Regions from separate parts of the Arachis hypogaea genome. Here region 1 is linked to region 2. A link is a contact called in public Hi-C data. All regions are on one chromosome and are shown on one strand. The core of a region is the stretch at or near the end of the contact, and the rest is flanking DNA. Distances in the headings are between cores, read along the strand shown.

Evidence for each region. A called contact is a pair of places that touch in the nucleus more often than the background predicts.
Region 1: a contact with region 2 is called in a Hi-C map of leaf, with 2.2 times the contacts expected there. The contact joins the promoter of LOC112785527 here to the enhancer-like site in region 2. A contact is called at or near these places in 3 of 8 Hi-C or Micro-C datasets (leaf and an unstated tissue).

What each region holds. Positions count from the first base shown.
Region 1 is chr20:20,824,487-20,829,712 of arahy.Tifrunner.gnm2.J5K5, reverse strand. LOC112785527 (probable trehalose-phosphate phosphatase J) reads left to right here and starts at 2,999. Exons shown (of 11, transcript XM_025828989.3): 1 at 2,999-3,166; 2 at 3,311-3,584; 3 at 3,735-3,875; 4 at 4,078-4,242; 5 at 4,595-4,657; 6 at 5,225-5,226. The coding sequence starts at 3,327.
Region 2 is chr20:20,669,956-20,674,891 of arahy.Tifrunner.gnm2.J5K5, reverse strand. No RefSeq gene overlaps it. Among protein-coding and RNA genes, the nearest start is that of LOC114926044, 12 kb to the left of the region's middle. Within about 2 kb of position 3,106, at least 3 of the 3 cell types and tissues checked have open chromatin away from gene starts, as enhancers often do.

The DNA.
Region 1 (5,226 bases), core at 1,750-4,249, 150 kb before region 2:
TTATCTTTAATAAAAATGTTTTTAAAGCCTTAAAAACTCTATATTGTATTGACTTTTCAATAAAACTTTCTACATTAATCAACTTAAGAAAAACTAATTTGATTATAAAAAATTTAACCCAAATACTAATTTCAAACAGAAAAAGAATCTATTTGTACATTCATTGACACTAAACGTCTACTTTTCTATTGTTTTATCTATATTTTCTTGAAAAAAAAATTGTGAACTTCAAAGTTCAAATAGATTAAGCTAAACTTTTAAAATAAGAATAAAAAATAAAACAAAATCTTTATTGATGTCAAAAATAAAACAAAATTGTCAACTAACTAATTATACTTTGTCTCCATTCTCTTAAATACCCAAATTTTCATTTTTGCTATTAGCATATTTGGTCTTTTAAAATAGAAGTTATAAGGTCATATATATTATGGTGAAAAATATTTTTACATTTATTATATATTACTAATTTTATAATTAAAATATATTATATGTCATTTATAATTAAAATAAAAATTTTTTTTTCTAAAATTAAACTCCTCTTTCTTCTTCTTTTTTTTATTTTTCTCATTCCTTTATCCACTATATCTTTTATATATATCATTATTAATGACTAATTACAAATTTGATCATCAAAATATATAATATAATATTTTCTAATTGCATTTAAATAAAATTAAAATATAACTATATTATATATTATATATTACTAATTAATTTAATAACCAAAATGTGTCACATGATACTCTCTTATTAAAATTAAAAAGAAATATTTTTCTCCAAAATTAATAAACTCCTTTCCTACATTCTCTTATTTATCTCTCTTCGTTTTTTCTATTTCTCTTTACCATTTCCACTCTATATATAGTTTATAATTTATATTTTATATTAGTAATTTGATAAACTAAAATATGTCACTAAATGTTTTTTCATTACAATTAAATTAAATTTTGAGTAAAGTATCGTTTTTGTCCCTAACGTTTGGCGTAAATCCTATTTGTGTTCCTAACGTTTAAATCGTCCTATTTGTATCCCTAACGTTTGTAAAAGTGATTCAATGTTATCCTGCCGTCAATTACACATCATGAGCGCTTTAGTTTGAGTTTTAAAAATCTCTTCTTGAAGTTAGAATACAAATGTCTGTGATAGAATTGATGATCTACTCCAAAAAATAGCTCATCAAATGTTGAAACTAATTCCTACAACATTTACATAATTCACTTTTATAGGGACATAATTGAATCTAAACACAAATAGTGGGTATAATATTAAAATTGAACACATCCAAGTGAGACCTAATTGAGAATGAATACATCCAAAAGAGAGAATAATTGAAAAATATAATCTGATTTGTTAGTATAATTGATAGTAGGATAACATTGAATCACTTTTATAAACGTTAAGGATACAAATAGGATGATTTAAACGTTAGGAACACAAATAGAACTTACCCTAAATGTTGGGGACAAAAACGATACTTTACTCTTAAATTTTTCTTTCTAAAATTAACAAATTTTTTCTCTCATTCTTTTTATTTATCTTTCTCTCTCTTTTCTTTTATTCTCTATTTTTTTTTTACTATTTTTTTCTACAAAAAATAAAATTAACAAAATAATATAATTCAAATTAAAAATATTATATATATATATATATATATAATATTTTTAATTTGAATTATATATATTTTATTTAGTTTTAAATTTTTACTACTTATCTTTCTAATCTATATTTTCACTTCTCTTTCTTCAAATATTTATTACATATAATTTGAAAAGAATACTAATATTGTGATTAAAAGCTAGAATCAAGATTCAATTGTTTAAAAAAAAATAATTTTGAATTAATTTATGCTAATATCTAATTATATTTTTATATACATAGAGAAAAAATATTTTTTTTAAAATAACAAGCATAAAAATTAATTATTTTTATTTGTACAACAGACTTAACATCTAATCAAATATAAAAGTATATACATTAAATTTTTTAAATTTTAGATAATGAATATTAAAATTAATTATTAGTAAAAAATTAAACTCTTTCATATAAAAATAATAACTAAAAATCTTATTATTTAATTTTTTTATTTACGAAGATTTTGATCTTTTTAATCGATAAAAACTTTTGTTCCTTACGATCTTTTTATAAGAATAATTTAATTCTATAAATTTTTCATGTTATAATCTATAATATCATAATAAAATCGACATCATTCTAAAAGGATTATATTCCCGTAATGGGTAAAAATATTAATAAATTAATATTAAAATGGAATTGATTTCGATGAAGTGCACCAAAATGAGATTTGAGGTGATTTACGTTGGTATGGAGTCTTATGCTTCTCGTACAATGTGAAAAAACCGAATATGTCTAAGTTGGTTTGCTTTTCGTAAAGTGCAAAAGGCTTCTTATAAATTACAAGGATAATTTTTTTTTTCTCATAAATTGTAAAAATTGCGAAAAACCCATATTACACCAATTATAAATTCATATATCTAAATTTTCATCACGCTTTTGGTTTTCAATAAAAAATAAAAATGAAAAAAACTTTTGAACCAATTTTTAATATTTTTAATTATTATTTAATCAGTATAAACACTAAAATATTTTTAACAATAAATTTTATTAATTTATATATATATATATTTTAAAAAATATAAATACAAACTGGATTAGATTAATTTATGTATACAAATTTTAATAAATATAAATATAAATTATATTTTTTATATATAAAATCTTATAAATATTGGTCAAAATTATTACTAACTACGTATTAATATAAAATGATAATATTTACGGGTGATATAAAATTTTTCTAAACATAATGTTTTAACAATAGAAAAAAAATATCGTGTATATGGCGCACTCTTTCAAAAAGTTAGTTATAATTTTACCTCTTTAAAAAAAAGTTATAATCAATAAATTCCTTGCTGCTGGGGCGTGGTCCCCACGTTTGAGTTTGCCACTATAAATCAAAGGTTGGGGGCTCTGTCTTCTCCCCTCACAAACACCCCTGCATTCTTCTAACCTTCTCCCTCGCCCTTCATTTTTGCACTTCAATTTCTTTTTATTCAACAAGTTACGTATTTCAACTTCCTCCAAGCCTAAGTGAAAAGGATAATAATCAGTTACAAGAATTAGTTACTTAGTGCTATTTTTTTGAAAGGTTGTTATGAATCAGTTTTGATTAGTTAAAATAAATGTTTATATTATATATTCATACCATAGAACTGATTAAATTTTGAGCCATCATTACCTAAATATAATATAAATATATCAATGAATTTGTTTTGTTTACCTTTTTTTTCAGTGAGATTCTATCAAAGATGACGCAGCAGAATGTGGTGGTGTGCAACACCAAATCCAGCGGAGACTTGTCGGTTTTTCCGGCGGCGAGTGCGGCGCAAAAGCCACCGGTGGGTGGAGGGTACATTTCCATTTCAAGGAGGCCAAGGAGGGTTCTCAAGAACCTTGAGATCAATGGAGATAACAGAATCAACGCTTTGGTTGAATCCATGAGAGCCTCTTCCCCAACTCATCTCAAGTCCACTCCTTCTTTGACTGAAGAACATAGTTCTTGGATTGTGAGAACCCAACCCACCTTAACAGAACTCTTTAATTATCAAAATTATTTTCTTCTTCTTTGGTGGTTCTTATAAACTTCCTTAATTACTAGCTTGTATTAGTAGTAACATATAAATATGAAACCTGATTGGTGATGATAACCAAAACAGCTTCGCTATCCATCGGCATTGGACATGTTTGACGAAATTATGAATGGATCCAAGGGGAAGCAAATTGTGATGTTCCTTGACTACGACGGAACCTTGTCTCCTATAGTCGAGGACCCTGACCGTGCTTTCATGTCGAATTCGGTCAGTGTCTCTTTAAAATATGGACTATGAATATGTTACTAGATAGTAGTTAGACTAAAGAACTTAGGCTAATGGTTAAAAATACTGGCCAAAAACAATAAATTCTGCTGGTTGTTTTTTCTTTCTTTTTGTTATCATAGATCACGTTTAATTTCTATTTTTGAAGAAGACCACATTTGTTCTTATTTGGTTGTTTCTTTAGATGAGGAAAACGGTTAGAAAACTCGCAAGGTATTTTCCAACTGCCATAGTCACGGGAAGATGCAAAGACAAGGTCTACAATTTTGTTCGATTGGCAGAGCTATACTATGCTGGGAGCCACGGAATGGATATTAAAGGACCAACAAGAACTTCCAAGTACAACAGAGTAAGCCAGTTATTTGTATTTTACGTCCGTCTTAATTATTTATTGTATAGTAGTATAGTACATAAGTTAAAATTAAATTAAAATACAAGTTAATTTTAATGTACCTTCGTTATAAAACAATTTTACACGCGTATTTAATCACATAATATTATATCATAAAAAATAACTACTATTTTTATTGACTATATATGTGAATTGTTATAAAAAAAATAAATGTGATAGTACGACTGTGTAAAATATTTTATCCGCATCAAAATTAAATTTATTAAAATTGTTCTCTTTTTTTTTTTTATTCTGTAAAAATTAAAACTCTTTTTTTCTTTGACATTGGGTATTATGGCATGCTGTGCAGGATAGTAACGCAGAAGGAGTTCTTTTTCAACCAGCAAGTGAATTTCTTCCCATGATAGATGAGGTAGTGTTTGGAATATGTTCTTAAAGATATTAGAAACAGAAAATTGTGTCATTTTCATGCTTTATAGAAGAACTGGAAGTTTTTTTGTCTTGAAATAACAAAAAGAAGTTAGCTACCGATGGTCTCTATTATTGTCTTAGTTACTAAATAGATTCTTTAAAAGTTATAAAAGTATTTCTTTATCAATTTAAATTAAAAAAATATTATGTTATAATATTAAAATTTATATGACTAAAAAAATTAGAAGTAGTCAATTCTTTTGATAAAGAAATGAAATAAAAATTTAGTATAAGACAAATATAAAAATAAAATAAAACTCATCACCATTCATATGTCTTTTCTTTTATTAATTTAAGCTTTATTTTCTGTCATAATTTCATAATTCAGTAAAATCTCTCCTACTTTATATGAGTTGTTTTATATGGATGACTTTATGAGTTGTCCATGCAACTTTATTTATTTTTTATTTTTTTGGCCTTTCTAAGGGAATGGTTTTCATTATTTTAGAAAGTTGGGGAAACAATTATTTACTTATTTGTTTGATACAATTTTAAATTTTTTAATTAGGT
Region 2 (4,936 bases), core at 1,857-4,356:
GAGGTTGTACTTTCGGTGGGAATTGACCATAATTATTTACCATCTTATAAGTATAAAAACATATATATAGGGGAAACTCTCTAGTCCATTCTCCGACCAAGTTCCATGAACGAAAAATTTGAGTCAAAAATTAGACTGTCCTGTTTGATAAGTCACTTTTCTTCTGCTTCTTGTTTGGTTTGGTGAAGTCTTTTTTGGATGCAAAGAATAAACCTCGAAAGGCATAATAAGGACAATAATATCTATATCTAAATAATGCATAATACACACTCACACACTTGTCAAGGTTGTGCAGGACTCATAATAATGGTAATAATTTTTCTATTTTTAAATAAAGATGGACTTTAAAACAAAATTTTAGCCGGTGACTTTTAAGAAAGTGAAGGCACAAAAGTCTTGATCTATGGGAAGTAGATCTAACCTTTTGTGATTATAATTATCGGATTTGAATTATTCTTCACATAAAATGCCAAATTGCCAGGTCAGTTGGACTTCATATATGCCCTATTATGTGTGTTTGGCAGCCAATATTTTTCCTTTTTCAGGATTAAATTTTTATCACTTTTATTATTGTTTTGGTCTAGAACTACCAATCAATGGTCACTTCGGAGCCGATGGGGTATAACAAGAATTTTAACAATTAAATTAGTCTAAAATTTAAGAGATATTAGAATTAGGGTTAAAAAATATACATGAGAGAGATCTTGTCACTAGTATTTATAATTTTTGGTGGTTGAGAATTTAACTAATTCTGTTCTATTATACGGGATACAACCCTAATTTGGGCTCGTATCTTGACCTAGCATGAGAGTTGAAGCATAACGGTTATAAAATTAAAATATTTAGTCAATGTTACAATTTATGCAGAATACTTTTTAATTTTAAATATGACATATCTCTGTTACTCTTTTCAAGAACTAGGTTAGAATTTTTAGAGTTTCTTGCGGCGGTTTTTTAAAGATTTTGTGGCAGTTTCAAACTTTATTGTTCTAGTTTAAGAGTAAATGAGAAAAAAAAAACACACACACACTTTCAAACACACACAATTTAAATTTGTAATAAAAAAGTTAAAATACTTATCTTCTCAATTTTATATATAAGTGATTAAATTTGTATCACTAAGTTAATTACTAATTAATATTATTATATGTCATTTGTCAACTTCAACCTTATTCTATACGCTAGCTTGATTTAATTTGGAGAAACCGAATAGAGATTTGAACATGCGTAGTTTGGTTTCGCAATGACCAATTAATATAACAAAATGGTCAATTTGAATAATGGGTCAATTGCATTATCCACTTTGTATAGAATGTTCGTCAAGCAAGAGTCTTTTTCATTTACCAACTTCTTATAACTAAACAGTTTCTCACTTTAATTTCTTGGGGTTGCGGCTTGTTTGTTTCAAGATGATATTTTATTTTATTTTATATTATAAAAATTTGACTAACTCGTGATTTATGCCATTTATGCCATCTTATCGAAGTCCTGTAAAAGAAATAGGAATTTTCTGTTCTTTTCATTTTCAAGAATCAAAGTCATCATTATACTAATTAAAAAGATTAAAACACTTATCATATTGACTTATTTTATCTAGGTGAGAAATATAAATATTACTAAAAGAATTCAGATAATTATGCCCCAAAATTATTGGTTAATTAAGACTTTAATGATAGAAATTGTTATACCTATTACTAATCTAAAATTTTTAGTTATAAATTTTTATTTTAAAAATCTTGTAATGTTGTAATATTGATTTAATATTTTGTTTCTTTGGGTAATGAATATTGAATATAGACTTAACTTAATCCTTATCATTTTCATATCTATATTGATTAGGAATTATATCTGAATGTGGGCCTATATTTTATATAATGAAATTTACTTGAAGAAAAAAAAAAATCCTCATCTATCTCTTAAAATTTACTGTGCTCTTATTACTTAAGTAAAAATTAGGATTACAATCTCACATTGTGTATATAATAATTTATTAATAGACTCTTAAATAGAGTTTAAATTTATAATAGATTAATCCTTAGCCTAATTAGGATATATTGTAGGAAAAAAAATTCACCCAAAGAAAACAAGTGTCCATGTTAATTAGCAGAAACCCACACGTTATAAACTTTTGATACGTCCAAAATAAATTAAATGTAAACGGTTAAAATAGGACACAAATTCTACAAAGGCTGCTAAATAATATAACAAATGGAGCTCAAATAATCGTTAATAAAGTTGATAGTTACAGTAGCCGTATCCAGTGAACATTAAAATATTGGCGCTATAGAATCCTAACATTATTTTTATTATTTAAAGAAACGGCCAATTTTTTTTTTTTTTAAAAAAGAGAAACGGCCAAATTAAAATTTAGTCTATGGGCATGCAGACAAGGAAGGAGAACCATATGTCAAAGGTTTCGGTAATTTCGTAGGAAAAAGTTTTACTGTTACCGTGGAGTGGTTTGAAGTTTTCAATTAGGGGTAACAATCAAGCAGGAATATGCTGTAGGCTTATACCCACACCACAAGCTTTGTTAGAAATTAGAATAATGCAATAATATGTAACTGTTACATGGCATGCTATCATATATGTAGTTTTCATAAAATCGTTTAATCTAGATGTTGTGTCTCAATATCACTAGCTAATCAATTAATATACAGTTTTTTACCCTAAAGAGGGAAAGAGAGACAACTGTCTCCATGTAAAATAAATGACTCAAGTTTCTATTTAGTTCTCTCTTTCCTTCATTGTTTTCTTATTTTAAGGAGAGTTATAAGCATCATTATTATGTTTTTATGATTTGCTTCATTAACCCCCTCTTCTTATATCCTTTTTTTTTTTTTTTGTCATACACACTCATACACTAAAGGTTTCATCACTACCCAGCCATAGCTGGGATTGGAACCTGGGATGCGGCTTCTATGAGGCCAACATATTGGCCATTGGTGCAATGCCTCTGCCACGTTCACCCTTGTTTATCATCATCTTCACTCTTTTTTTTTTTTTGGTGTTTTTGGGTTTTCTCCTCTTTTTTGAAGGTAGAGAAGCCCAACAGACGCTACTGGAAGCACTATGTGATAAAAATTGATAATGATTGGAGACAACAATGTTTGCCCTTTGTTTAGGCCCACTCCTTCATATTCTTCTACTTCTAGGCTGGCAACCTAAAGGCCCAGTATCACGAAATAGTTTAGCTAAGCTAATATACAAGATTTTTACATGGATAAAATAAAATATGCCCAAGAAGAAAATAGATAATAATAAAATAATAATAAATGAACTAGCTCTTAGCCAGACTTATCTTTATTAATTTAGTTTAGTTTAAAAAGAATCAATAGCCCAACGCCAATAGCTTAAAAGACAGTATACTATAGGGTCTAGAAGTGAGTCGAGATGAGTCGAGTTAGACCAAACTCAAGTTTGTCTCACAAAAATTGAGCTTAACTCACGGCTCGATTTATTAACAATCAAACTTATTTTTTAAGCTCAAACTCGGCTCACCGAAAGCTCACGAGCTGGCTCAAATAATAGAAATATAATCTATAATTCTATAACAGTGTGCAAAACTATTCTCTAAATGTGGGAAGATTCAAGGGGCTAGTGATCACCATTGCGGAACCAAACTCCTTCATTTTGAACTTCAAAAGTTAAGATGAAGCAAGAAGAGCGCATCATAGAGGACCATAGAGAATAGAAGGTCATATGTTGAGCCTTTAATAGTGGAGTCCTAACCTACCCATTGATGAGGTAAATTATAATTAGCTTCCTATTTGGGTTCAAATATATGGGTTACCTTATGATAAAAGTAATATAAACAATGCAGATAAAATAGGAGCCATAGTTGAAAGAGTGATAAGTGTTGAAAATGATCCTTGATGCATGAGCATCATAAGTGCCTTTTCTTCATGATTTATATGGTGATTGTTGATTTTCTAGAGAAATTAGGTGTTTTATGCCTTGATCGATGCTACTTTGAGTTTTGTGGCCTTTTTATTATTTCAGGTAGCATTAGATGAAGATTTAGCAAAGATGAAGAAGGAGAAAAGCAAGAGGGGAGATCTCACAACCCTCTCTAGCATTGTGGTGCTAAACGCCATTCTCCCGGTGTTTAGTGCCGGACTTAGAGCCCTCTCATCCCCCTCTGCCATGTTGGCGCTAAACGCTACATCTTCGGCGTTTAGCGCCGGACCAAGGAAACTTCTCATTCCTCTCGGGCATGTTGGCACTAAACGCCACACCACCGGTGTTTAGCACCGGACCAGGAACGCACACAAATCGTCTCGAGAAGGGTGGCGCTAAACGCCACATCATCGGCATTTAGCGACGGTAGTGCTTCAAACCCTAGGTCCCACGCCGTCATGCAATCAACATGGAAGTTATTATATTTTATTTATATTCAAATAGAAAATAAGAAAAGATATGATTAAAGAGAAGGTGAACATTAAAGTGATTTTATGAATGACAACATGGGACATACTAGGTAAATACTTAGGACTACCAGCTATATGGGAAAGACCTCAAAACAGAGATCTAACATGGATTGAAGAGAAAATTATGAACAAATTAGAGGAATGGAAGGAAAAGCTTTTAAATCATGTAGGCAAGAAAACACTCATTAAATCAATAATTCAAGCAATGTCTTCATATGTCATGAACATTATAAAGTTTTCTAAGAGTTTTTGCAAGAAGATTTGTGCAAAGGTTGCTTGGTTCTGGTGGGCAACACCAAGGATTGAACAAGGCATTCATTGGAGTAACTGGGACACCATTACAAGAAGTAAGATCGATGGAGGTTATGGTTTAAGGACCTTGAAACACAGAGTACTGCCTATCTTGCCAAACAAGCTTGAAAGGCTATGAAACACCCAAACTCAATTTGTGTGTAGATCTTAAGAAAAAGAGGCAAGCGGATAATAGGCTATGGTTCTAAAGTCAG